Regions from separate parts of the Mus musculus genome. Here all the other regions are linked to region 1. A link is a contact called in public promoter capture Hi-C data. All regions are on one chromosome and are shown on one strand. The core of a region is the stretch at or near the end of the contact, and the rest is flanking DNA. Distances in the headings are between cores, read along the strand shown. Region 1 holds the start of Otud3 (OTU domain containing 3). Region 2 holds the start of Rpl11 (ribosomal protein L11). Region 3 holds the start of Eloa (elongin A). Region 4 holds the start of Kdm1a (lysine (K)-specific demethylase 1A).

The links. Promoter capture Hi-C pulls out the DNA fragments that hold promoters and counts their contacts. Capture Hi-C pulls out chosen DNA fragments and counts their contacts.
Region 2: a contact with region 1 is called in a promoter capture Hi-C map of liver, with 5 times the contacts expected there. The contact joins the promoter of Rpl11 here to the promoter of Otud3 in region 1.
Region 3: a contact with region 1 is called in a promoter capture Hi-C map of liver, with 4 times the contacts expected there. The contact joins the promoter of Eloa here to the promoter of Otud3 in region 1.
Region 4: a promoter capture Hi-C map of liver shows a contact between it and region 1, with 7 times the contacts expected there. The contact joins the promoter of Kdm1a here to the promoter of Otud3 in region 1. A contact is called at or near these places in 3 of 39 promoter capture datasets (liver, neutrophils and pre-B cells), 5 of 484 Hi-C or Micro-C datasets (CD4 T cells, CD8 T cells, muscle stem cells and 2 more) and 2 of 9 other capture datasets (adipose tissue and liver).

The regions. Positions count from the first base shown.
Region 1 is chr4:138,912,586-138,915,344 of GRCm38.p6, forward strand. It overlaps Otud3 (OTU domain containing 3), which reads right to left and starts at 1,383. Exons shown (of 8, transcript NM_028453.2): 1 at 1,025-1,383. The coding sequence starts at 1,242.
Region 2 is chr4:136,051,805-136,054,769 of GRCm38.p6, forward strand. Rpl11 (ribosomal protein L11) reads right to left here and starts at 1,589. Exons shown (of 6, transcript NM_025919.3): 1 at 1,544-1,589; 2 at 763-913. The coding sequence starts at 1,549.
Region 3 is chr4:136,019,990-136,022,910 of GRCm38.p6, forward strand. Eloa (elongin A) reads right to left here and starts at 1,660. Exons shown (of 11, transcript NM_013736.4): 1 at 1,562-1,660. The coding sequence starts at 1,636.
Region 4 is chr4:136,601,217-136,604,187 of GRCm38.p6, forward strand. It overlaps Kdm1a (lysine (K)-specific demethylase 1A), which reads right to left and starts at 1,507. Exons shown (of 20, transcript NM_001347221.1): 1 at 1,016-1,507. The coding sequence starts at 1,369.

The DNA of each region.
Region 1 (2,759 bases), core at 133-2,632:
TAATCCCTGAAAAACAAAGTGCTGAATGCCTCCTATGACCCAGGAACTGTTCGAAGCAGTAGCTGAATACAATTAACTCTAATTGCAACTTAAACAAAATACCTATCCAATTTGCCGGAAGCTCTGAAGGCAGGAGATACAAATGGGGTTAGTTTATTGAGTCTTGATCAATAAAATTCAGCGTAGTGTATCAAATGAAGAAAATACTTTATGTAGTGGGACAGAGGCACACATCTTTAATCCCAGCAGATGGCTATGAGTTTAAGGGCAACCTGGTCTACACAGGGGATTCCCGGCCAGCCCTAAGACTACATAGCGAGACTTTCTCAAGAGGGAAAGATTGGTTTGGTTTTGTTGGGTTTTGTTTTTTGAAACCCTGTCACCCTATAGCCCAGGCAAATCCCCCAGTCTCATTGCCACATCTGCCTTTGTAGACTCCTTAGCTGTATTCCATTCTTCCATGGCTCAACCTGACCATTCCTAGAGGAGAACACACTAACAGTGCCTCTTGCAACAACACACCTAGCAGGCAGGCTCCCTCGGACCTGCTAACCCGTTCCTCTCCCCGTTTCTTTATTCTTTTCCTTCTCTCTCCCCACGTTCCTGGACCCATGTCCCCGTTCCATTAAGTTGCTTCCCCTCGCCTTCCTCCGTTCTGTTTCCAGCTGCTACTCTTGTATCCGGCTCCCAGAAACAGCTGGCCCGGGACTCTCATGCCTTTTACTTGGGGAACCCAAAACGTGGGAAGCAAGCTCTGTGGAAGCTACCTTTAGCTCTCCGCCCTCGATACCCCAGTGCAAAAGTGGGCGAGGACACCCAGGAGGGCCAGCATGACACCGAGCGGGACCTAGGTCCTTTCCCATTCGGCTTCATGACAGCTGCACCTCGAGGTCACCTCTCAGACCCGCTCGGACCCTCGGGGGACCCTGCCGCAGCGTTCCACCAAGCCTGACCCTTGCTTCCCCCTCAGCGACCGGCCCTGCGCATCCCCAGCGCCGCTTCCCGCACTCCCGGCCCGCCTCACCCGTCCCCCGGCACCTCCCGCAGCTTCAGCCCCAGGGCCTGCAGTTGGTTGGCGAAGCTCACAAACTCTTCTTCGCAGCCGCTGCCGCCAGGATCGGGCCGGTTCCGCCGCTCCTTGGCCAGCGCCCGGCGCGCCGCCCGCTCGTCCCGCTTACGCTCCGCCTCGGCTCTGCGGCCGCCGCTGCCCGGCCGGCTCTTCGCCGCTTGCTTTCGGGACATGGCTGCGGCGGCACACGGCTTCGCCGCGGAAGGAGCCGAAGCCGGAGCCGGAGCCGCAGAGCCCGGGGCCGCAGCCTCAGCCGGCCACCGGGCGGAGCGGCGCAGGGGGACGACGCCTGGCGACAGCGGCGCGGCCACTGCGCCGGCGCGGTCGCCTGGCAGCCAGGTCACGTGGTGGTAGCTCCGCCCCCGGGGCGGGGCCAGCAGGCACCATAGAGAAAGATAGGAAGACTAGAGAAGCACCTGTTTTGTTGGTTATTTTCTGCCCCCTCGTGGTGGGTAGTGCTCAGTGAGGCGCAGTGGGACCAGACAGGTCAAGGATGACTGAGGATGTCAGAAGAGAGGCAAGAGCAAAAAAATGCGGAAAAGAAGGAAAGGGTGACCGGGCCTGGTGGCGCACGCCTTTAATCCCAGCACTTGGGAGGCAGAGGCAGGCGAATTTCTGAGTTCGAGGCCAGCCTGGTCTACAGAGTGAGTTCCAGGACAAGGAAAGGATGATAAGGGAATATGTTTGTCTAGAATGCGCTAATCCGCAATCAATTACAAACGCCTGCGTGCGTGCACAGACCCTTTAAAAACTCAGCCTACAGTAGCTAGGGAAATAGCTCAGTCCATATAAGTGCTTGCTCCATATGCCAGGTTCGACCTGAGTTCGGATCTCCATCACCCACTTTAAGAAGGGTAGGCCTGTCAGAGAGCCCCTGTGATCCCATCCCTAAGGAGGAAGAGACAGCCCACTGCACTCACTGCCAGGCAGTTTAGCCAATCAGTGAGCTACAAGTTGGCTTACACTTCAAGATCAGCATCCATCCTTGGAGGCCATCAGGACAGGAACTCAAGCAGGTCTAAAACCCCCGAGGCAGGAGCTGATGCAGAGGCCATGGAGGGCGCTGCTTACTGGCTTGCTTCCCCTGACTTGCTCAGTGTTATGTTTTATAAAACGGCAGTATAATGTGGCGGCAGGAGAACCTCAGCAGGCCCATTCCTCTGAGGACTCACCACCATACGACAGGCCTAGAACAAAAGGAAGTTTATCGAGGGAAGGGAAGGGAACCTGGAAAAGGAGTAGAGGCAGAGAAAGGAGGGGGACAGAGAAGGACAGAAAGAGAAGAGAGAAACAGAGGTAGGGTCCAGTCAGGGATATGAGAGAGAGAGATTATGGTTAACAGTGGTCTTCAAACCTGGCAGGGAGAAACGCAAGCTGTTGCTAGGTAACTGTTGGGCAGAGCCTAAAGGAATTGACAACACGCAGCCTGCTTTCTTATAGAACCCAGGACTACACGCTTAGGGATGGCACCACCCATAATGGGCTGGGCCCTCCCCCATTGATCACTAATTAAGAAAAGCTCTACAGCCAGATCTCATGGAGACACTTCCTCAACTGAGGAAGCCAAATAGGCCATTTCCTCCCCAACTTCCTTTTCGGTGATGATGTTCCCTCACAGCAATAAAACCCTAACTAAGACATCCTGTGACAAGAAATGAGATAGACCATGAACTCATTGTGCCTATGGTTA
Region 2 (2,965 bases), core at 339-2,838, 2.9 Mb before region 1:
CAGAAAACAGAGCTTTCCATCTCTAATTTACCCAGCCATACTAAGAACCTCAAACAGCATGGCCATAGTAACAGACACAGGTTAGCAAGACTGTTACATTCCTTGAGAGAGAAAAATCTCAAATGTAGCCCAGGCTGGCCTTGAACTGGCAGCAATCCTCCTGCTTCAGCCTGGGTAATGGGGTTACAGTTGTGGGCTATCAGGCCCAACCAATGATTATGCTCTAATTGGGAGACTAAAACTGACAAAAGCCAGTGTTTTCAAAATGCTGACTGTGGTCCTAAGAAACAGTATCCAAACCCAATCACAGACCACCCACAACCACACTAGCAACAGACTCCATGTTTCTAGCAAGGTAACTCCTGTCATGTGGCCAAACAAGGGAATCACAATTCATTTTAAGTGAGTTGAGGCAGAGCCAGAAGTTAAGAAGCACTGGTGGGGGGGTGTTGGAAAGATGGCTCAGAGGTTTAACAGGTTCTGAGGACCTACACGGTTGTTCACAACCAACAGAAACGGGATCTGATTCCCTCTTCTGTCATGTGGGCATGCATGCAAACAGAGTACCCATGCACACACACACAAATACAAATAAAAGCATGGATAGGACCTCATGCCAACAGTGTACGGTATTAACCCTGTTCTTAGCTGTCAACCAGGCCCACGACAGCTCACGTTATAAGTCCATTTGCACCCGTGCTCCGGTCAGATGAAGCAAGCTTTCCAGATCCACTCCTCTCTGGTCAGCCCACCGCCACTCACCTTTGGAGAACACCGGGGTCTGGCCTGTGAGCTGCTCCAACACCTTGGCTGCCCGGGTCAGTCTGTCTCCGCTCTCCCCGACGCAGATATTGAGGCAGAGCTTGCGGATGCGCAGTTCCCGCATGGGGTTCTCCTTTTCCCCTTGATCTTGCTGCGAAGAGGGACACAGCCATCAACACCCTCCCGCCCCGTCAGAGACGAGAAACAGCCAAGGTCTTCTCCGCTCTGACTTCTATCGTCCCGGATCCCGCCTAAGCCCTCGGGACCACCAAGGTCTCCGCGTTTGGAAGAGAACGAACACAGAGAGAGAGCCTGAATCCCAAGCGGATCCACGAGTAGGGAACAGACACTAGAGATCGTAGAAAGTATACAATGTAACCCTAATCAAAACTACAGGAAGTACCGGCCTCTGCGCCATGCCGTCCCCCTTCCCAAGCTAGCACGGGTCCTGCGAGTAGGACTCGCAGAAACTCCCCAGCACCACACAAGCTGCAAGTGTCCCCTTGGCCCCGCCGTGGACCTCCGCACGTCGCGCTCGCACTTCCGGCAGCCCCCAGACACTGCGTCTGGGCCCTCGGGGCTGCAGACCTGAGCCCCATTCTTAGGATGGGCGGCGATGCGGCGGGGGTGCCCCACGGCCGCCCAGTCCCGCCGGGCTTAATGCCAACAGCCTCGCGGGCTCCGTCCTCCTCCGGCCACCCGCGAGACAGCCGCCCTGGGCTCCGCCGACTGCGGATGGAGACGGATGAAAGCGAGGCAAAGCCAACTCTCGCCTACTCACCGCCATGGTGGAGAACAGGAAGAGAGAGGGAGACTTCCGGCCCCGTGGCCTTATGGGTCAGGAGGCGGGCTTTTCTTCTAGGCAGACAAACGAGGGGAGAGGGGGAAAGAGAGGCATAGCTGTCGTGGCGCTGCCACCTCTAGTGGACTGTCCTCGAAACTGCAGTCATCTTGGGCAAAAGACTAGGTCGTGGGTTGTCCGATGCTGGTATGTTCTTGAGTCCATGACTCCAAGAACAGTCTCAGAACCTGGTGGTTCTTGAGTGATGTCACTGCCCAAAGTCCATTAAATCAGTTGAGCAAAGGGCTAGAGAGAAGGCTTTACAGTTAAGAACAAAATTCCCGGCATGAACACGGTATTTCAAAACTGGTTGTGCCTCCAGTTCCAGGGAGACAGATCCCTCTTCTGGCATCTACAGGCATCAGGCCATGTGTGCATACAGGCAAAACACCCATATAAATAAAATAATTTTTATAAATAAATAAGCTGAGACGCCAGGCAGTGGTGGCGCACGCCTTCAATCCCAGCACTTGGGAGGCAGAGGCAGGTGGATTTCTGAATTCTGGTCTACAGAGTGAGTTCCAGGACAGCCAAGGTTAGACTGAGAAACCCTGTCTCGAAAAACAAAAACAAAAACAAAAACAAAAAAATCAGCTGAGGCTGGAGAGACAGCGCAGTAGTTAAGAGCACTTGACAGCTCTTCCCAAGGTCCTGAGTTCAATTATCAACAACCACATGGTAGCTCACAGACATCTGTAATGGGATCTGATGCCCTCTTCTGGTATGCAGGTGTACATGCAGATAGAGTACTCATACATAAAATAAGTGCGAAGATAAAAAGAAACCATACAGATTCTAGACCCTTTACTTTGTAACTATGTTAACAAGTATACAAATCAGAGTAGTGGCTTAAATCAGCTGTTCCAGTCTGATGCCCTTGTCTTCCTTCTGAGGACCCCAGGCACACACTTACAAGGACATATGTGCAGGAAAAACTTAAATACAGATAAACTAATAAATAAAAAGTAAATTTTGAAAATAAGAGTCCTGAGCTGTGAATACAGGCAGGTGTGGGTTTGATCCAACTAGCTAGTTACTAATTAAAATTACTTCTGTCTGTTTTCCCCTTGTGTAAAACAGCTACTTCTGTGTCATGGGTTACTGTGTAATTCAGTGAAGTATGTAAGTTGTTACTTTTATAATTAAGTCAAGCCTACAACATCCAAGCAACACCCACCTTCCAAAAGAAGTATTAGACATGGTAGCTAAAAAGAAAAAGGACATCAGAGGTGAGAGAGAGAGAGAGAGAGAGAGAGAGAGAGAGAGAGAGATCTGACAATGGCTTACAGATGCTTCTGAGAAGAGATCATCAGTTACAGACTATAGGACACGCCCCCTTCCAGGGTTACATTGAATCCTCAG
Region 3 (2,921 bases), core at 410-2,909, 2.9 Mb before region 1:
ACAGAAGCCAAGAGCTCACATAGCTGCTACTGAAATACATCCCCAGCCCCAAGGTAATTTTCTCTCTGGGAAATGAAAAGCCAAATTAGGGCTGTCAGAGGTAGAGGCCTTGCCTACTAGTGTTAGCATATGAGTCCCTGCCAATAACACCAAACACAACAACAACAAAAACCACCAAACACCCTTTTAAATAATTATTAGGAGTTTAAGAAAATTTACTTAACCTTTTTCTAACTTGACATTTCATGCACAAATAGACCATTCCAAAATTTAAATTCTAATGGGGGAAAAAAACCCTACAGATATTATATTACATGGAGGATTTTTATTTTTTTTAACCTGATGGCAGAAACAACAAAATGAGGGTGGTTACTTTAAGGTCAGTCACAAATCTTATAGTGTTCAGAAAGACAATCTGGGACTTGGAAATAATGACCATTTATTAGATGCCCACAAAGGGTTATTGTAAAAAGAACTTGTAAATATGTCTGACCAAAGGTCCCCAAGGCCTCCAAAGAAAGTAAAACACAAGACAATTGAAACATTTACGTTTTCGCTGACTTATAACAACAGCTTCTGAAGAAGTGTATCTCTGAGCTAAAGGAGGGTAGTTAAAAAGTGGCCCGGAGGTTGAGAGGTAGTGACCCAACTAGGAACAAGAAGAGTGAATGGGGTCCCTGACTGGAAATTCTGATGGTGATTAACACTTATAAAGAGCACTTGGGTCTAGCTGGTATTTCAGGAAGAAACTAGAGAAGGGACAGGTCGAGCAGAGAACTCCTCCAAAGTCCCGAGCTGGTGCTGGCTAGGAACCTAGATTGCATGTGTAAGTCCGCTCGCTGTCTCCCTCCACCACTTCCTCTTCCACTCAGCTCGCTGGACACTTCACCTTTTAGGAACCTCAGGCCCAGGCTAGAATGCTGACAAGCCATGTCACACCCTTTGGTGTTTTCGGCTAGAGACTACAGTGAAAACGATTCTAATTCCCACCATACCCTCTTCGTAGAGCTCAGAGAAGCCTAGACACCCGGGGGACCGCGAGGGGATACAATGTATTTAAAAAGTAACAGTTTCTAAAAAGGAGCAACAAAGTAGTTAAGTGCAATTAAACATGGTTGCTCATCACAGCCTGGTCCCACCTTCCAGTATGTCAGAGCGGAGTTAACACGCTCACGCCCTCATCCAGGACCCGAGCTCCAGGAGCAGAGCTCGAAAAACCCCAAGGCGTTCCCCGTTTTCTCGGCTAAAGGGCAGGGTACAGCACAGGGGTCCTCGAGCCGCAGGACCCCCAAGCAGCGGACGGAGTCGCTCGGCTGCAACGGGGAAACAGCTGGCGCGGCTGCCCGAACCCCGGGGAGAGCCGCAAGGCCCGGCCGCCCCTCCAGTCCTCAGCCCCCAGCCGGGGTGCGCCCGCCGGCCGCGAACTCCCCACTGCCCCGCGCCGCTCCGTGGGGCCTGGCTCCGGGTCGGAGGAGAACCCCACTGCGCCCTGCCCGCGACCGTTACAGGGCCCGCGCCGCGCCCAACGCCCGCCCGCGCCGCCCGCCCGCCCGCCGCTCACCTTCTTGGGGTCCGGGTTCGCAGCCAGGCGCGCCTGGAGCTTCTCCACAACTTGGAGCGCCGACTCCGCCGCCATCGCTGTCACTGGCGCGGCCTCCTCGCCGGAACTGGGCTCGCGTCGCGTCCTCGGGCCGCAACTCCGCCCTCCGTGAGGGCCCGGCGGAGACGGAAGCGCGAATGGTCCCTTCCGGGCCTCCGCTGGGGGTGTGTGTATGTGTGGAAGGCCTCAGGACCCGCCCCCGCGCCAGACCACGCCCACTATATCACGGCGATCTGTCGAATACAGCACAGGTCACGCCCCCGACACGCCCAACCCAGAGCCACGCAACCAGCCACGCCCCCAAGCCTGTATTCTGCAAGCCAAACTCTGGCTTTAACTCTCACGCACCGCCTTTCCAGTCATACGCTCGTTTTCGCCTAAGGGTGGGTGGAGTCAGTGATCAGGGTCCGACGCGGCTCCAGGGACCCTTGGAGTGGAAGGAAAGAACTGACTCAGGTAAATTATCTGACTTCCACCTGCAAGCTGTGACACACCCTCGCAATAAAAGAAATCGTGTAATTTTAAAGTAACTTAACGGTATTGTAATTTTGGGAAAGCAATCCAGGCTGTCTGGTTTCAAGGCAATTTGAAACACTAGAAATAAAAATAATAACACATTATTAACCACCTTGTCTGCAAAATCAGAGAGCAGCCCCTTTTATTAGACTGTTCATGTGACATTCTTTTCTTTTCTTTCTTTCTTTCCTTTCTTTCTTTCTCTCTTTCTTTTTATTTCTTTTCTCAAAAAGGATTTCTATGTGTAGCCTTGGAGGTCCTGGAACTCACTCTGTAGACGAAGCTAGCCTTAAACTCACAGAGATCCACCTGCCTCTACGTCCTAAGGGCCAGGATTAAAGTTGTATGCCACCACCACCTGGCTCCATTTAAAAATAAATTAAATCATAATGAATAAAAAGTCATAATATATTAAAAACCAAACTGAACTACATGAGATTCTGTCAGAAAAGAGCCGCTGGGCGTGGTGGTGCACGCCTTTAATCCCAGCACTCGGGAGGTAGAGGCAGGAGGATTTCTGAGTTCAAGGCCAGCCTGGTCTACAAAGTGAATTCCAGGACAGCCAGGGCTATACAGAGAAACCCTGTCTCGAAAAACCAAAAAAGAAAAAAAGAAAAGAAAAGAGCCAGGCAGTGGTGATGCATGCCTTTAATCCCAGCACTTGGGAGGCAGAGGCAGGTGGATTTCTGAGTTCAAGGCCAGCCTGGTCTACAGAGGGAGTTCCAGGACAACCAGAGTTACACAGAGAAACCCTGTCTCAAAAAACCTGTATATCCCTGGCTGTCCTGGAACTCACTTTGTAGAC
Region 4 (2,971 bases), core at 257-2,756, 2.3 Mb before region 1:
TGTGAGATGGTTGTGGTTGCTGGGAATTGAACTCAGGACCCCTGGAAGAGCAGTCAGCAGTCTTAACCACTGAGCCACCTCTCCAGCCCCTTAGACTACTTCTTGTATTTATTACAAACCCATATGTATTTCCAATTTCCCCATCAGATTAAGCATCTCTGGTTAAGGCTAATACTGTGCAATAAAGCCACACCAATGCTTAGCAAGGTTACTGACCCAGAGGGTTGTTTGTTTGTTTGTTTGTTTGTTTCAATATCGAATTACACCTTGTCAAAACACCAAACTCTGAAACTGCAAACCTCTTTTTACTCATTCTTAAAATGAAGCTAACAATACCAGTCCAGTGGTGTTTGGGAAAACGAAAAACGCTGGCCCTGTGCCAAATGCACCATCTGGCATACTGGGGTGTGAGACAGAGGTTATCTGTGGATAGTGTTGGATTTGATGCCAAATCTTTATCTTTATATTCGCCCCGTGTCCAACTGGTATTCTTCATTCGCTTCCACAATTTGAAAAAGTCTACCCGGGCCCCAAGAAAGCGCTGGCCTCCAGGCCTGACAACCTCAGTTCGATTCCTTAGCATGGCGGAAAGACAGGAAGGACTCAGGCGAGCTATCCTATGACCCCAACTCGCACACGCACAATAAACGATTGGTTTTTGTATATTTTATTATTTTATCTTTAAAAAAAAGAAAGAAAGAAATAAGAGTCTACGCGTACCTGGCGTACAGCAAGACCTTTCAAAAACAAAGAAAAAGTCTCTTTCTTTTCATGCAGCTTGACTCTTAGAGCATCACACCCATCTCCCCGGTGTACACAACCCAGAAGCCGTCCGCCGTCCGCACACATCAGACACACAGGTAGACAAACGCGTCGGGAAGCCATCTTTCCCAGTCAGACCATCAGGGTCACACCCTCCAGCGCCCGATACACCGGGTCCCCGCACAAAGGCCGGGCCTCCCCTCCCCCGGCCCCACTCCGGTCCCCGGGACCAGCGGTTCGATCACGGCCTCACCTTGGCCCGCTTGCGCCGGCTGGTCCGTCGGCCCTCCGGGGTCTCGGCTATTCCGGTCTCCATGGGCGTCGCGGAGCCGGGCCCGGCTGTGGGCCCCGCCTGGGGCCCAGCAGACCCCGGCGGCTCGGCTAGGCCCCCGGGCGGCGAGGCCCGCGGAGGCTCCTTCTTTCGGGGAGTGCGCTCGCCCGCCGCCCCCGTAGCCATGTCGGTGGGGCCCGTCAGGCCCGCGGGCGGCGCGGCCACCTCAGAGCCGTTCTCGGCACCGCCCGCCGCCCCGGACCCGGCCTCGGTCCCAGCAGCCGCCGCCGCCGCCGCTGCCGCTGCCGCCGCCGCCGCCTTCTTCCCAGACAACATCTCGGGCCGCCTGGCCGCCGCGGGCCGCAGGGGCCGATCGGTCTGCCGCTCCGTGGGTCCGCAGCCGCCTCGCGCCTCTCCGCCCCGCACCTCTCACGCTCCGTGCGAAGCCAAACACCCCCGCGTGCGCACGCGCCCTGCGCGCTCCCGCCGCACCAGGACAAAAAAGCAGCCGCTTGTCCCCGGCTCAAGACCAGAGAGCGACGTCCTGGAGGCTAGAGCGGCGCCGCAGCTCCGATCGCGAGGCTGACCTAGAGCGCCCCCTGCGATTGGGAGTGCGACCCAGCATATCCGCCTGACTTCGGGTTCTGAGCCCGACCGTTTTCATCAAGGACTCTCAATATTCACCCCATACACTAGTCACTTCAACTAATAACATTCACTCTCCCTGCAGGACAAGGGGTGGATTATGGAATTCCGGCTTTCAGAGGGCTTACTACCTAATTGAGACAGGGGAACACTCTGAAGTACAACTTAATTAATGATCACTTAATTATCCTGTGCTCTGTAACTCAACCTTTAGAGCACTGGCCCAGAATGTATATGGCCCCGAGTTATCCCTAGAGCTAGGGAAACTAGCTTCATAATGGCCCTGCTTGGACTGTGGGGAAATAAAGAGTGCACGAATTTCCACGGTAATAAAATAGAGAGAAATGAGGAATTTCTGGTTTGAGTCAAAGTGGACTCGCTCTTGCCTCCAAGCCGTGTTTATTTTCTTTCTTGAGGCTGCACATGCTCGCCACCATGCCTCCTCCTCCATGCCTCTCATCTCCAGGCGCATAACACTTCTTCAACCTAGGTCAGTTCTTTCTTTTCTTTTTTTCTTTTTTGGGGAGGGGGGTGGGGGATTGGTTTTTCCGAGACAGGGTTTCTCTGTATAGCCCAGCCTGTCCTGGAACTCACTTTGTAGGCCAGACTGGCCTCTAACTCAGAAATCCACCTGCCTCTGCCTCTGCCTCCCAAGTGCTGAGATTAAAGGCATGTGCCACCACTGCCCGGCTTGGTCAGTTCTTTCTAATGTTGTGAATGTGGGTGTTTTATTCATGAGATGTTGAGATGTATAGGATGTTGGGGGGCTATGAGATATTCACCAGAGAAGAATGCAGGCATGGGTTTAAGCCAATAGAAAGTATTTACTTGGGGCCTGGGGAGATGGGGGGCTGGAGAGATGGCTCAGTGGTTAAGAGAAGTGACTGCTCTTTCAGAGGTCCTGAGTTCAATTCCCAGCAACTACATGGTGGCTCACAACCATCTGTAATGGGATCTGATGCCCTCTTCCGGTGTGTCTGAAGACAGCTACAGTGTACTTAGAAATAATAAATAAAACTTTTTTAAAAGCTTCAGTTAGCCAGAAGCAGAACTACAGAAGCCAAAAAGCAAGGTCAGTCCATTTCCCAAAACTACGGACTTAAATGGATTAAGCCTTTGTTTTAGTTTTGGCAGGTGGTACTGTCTATGTGTTAAGTTTTACAGCTTAAATGGTATTTCCACCATTGAGTTAACTGTGGTAAGATCTTTCAGCCTACTAAGATTTGGGGCCCTGTTACAGGGTTTTGCTGGTTTGTTTAATTCTTCCAAGGTGATGAAGTTGAACACAGAACA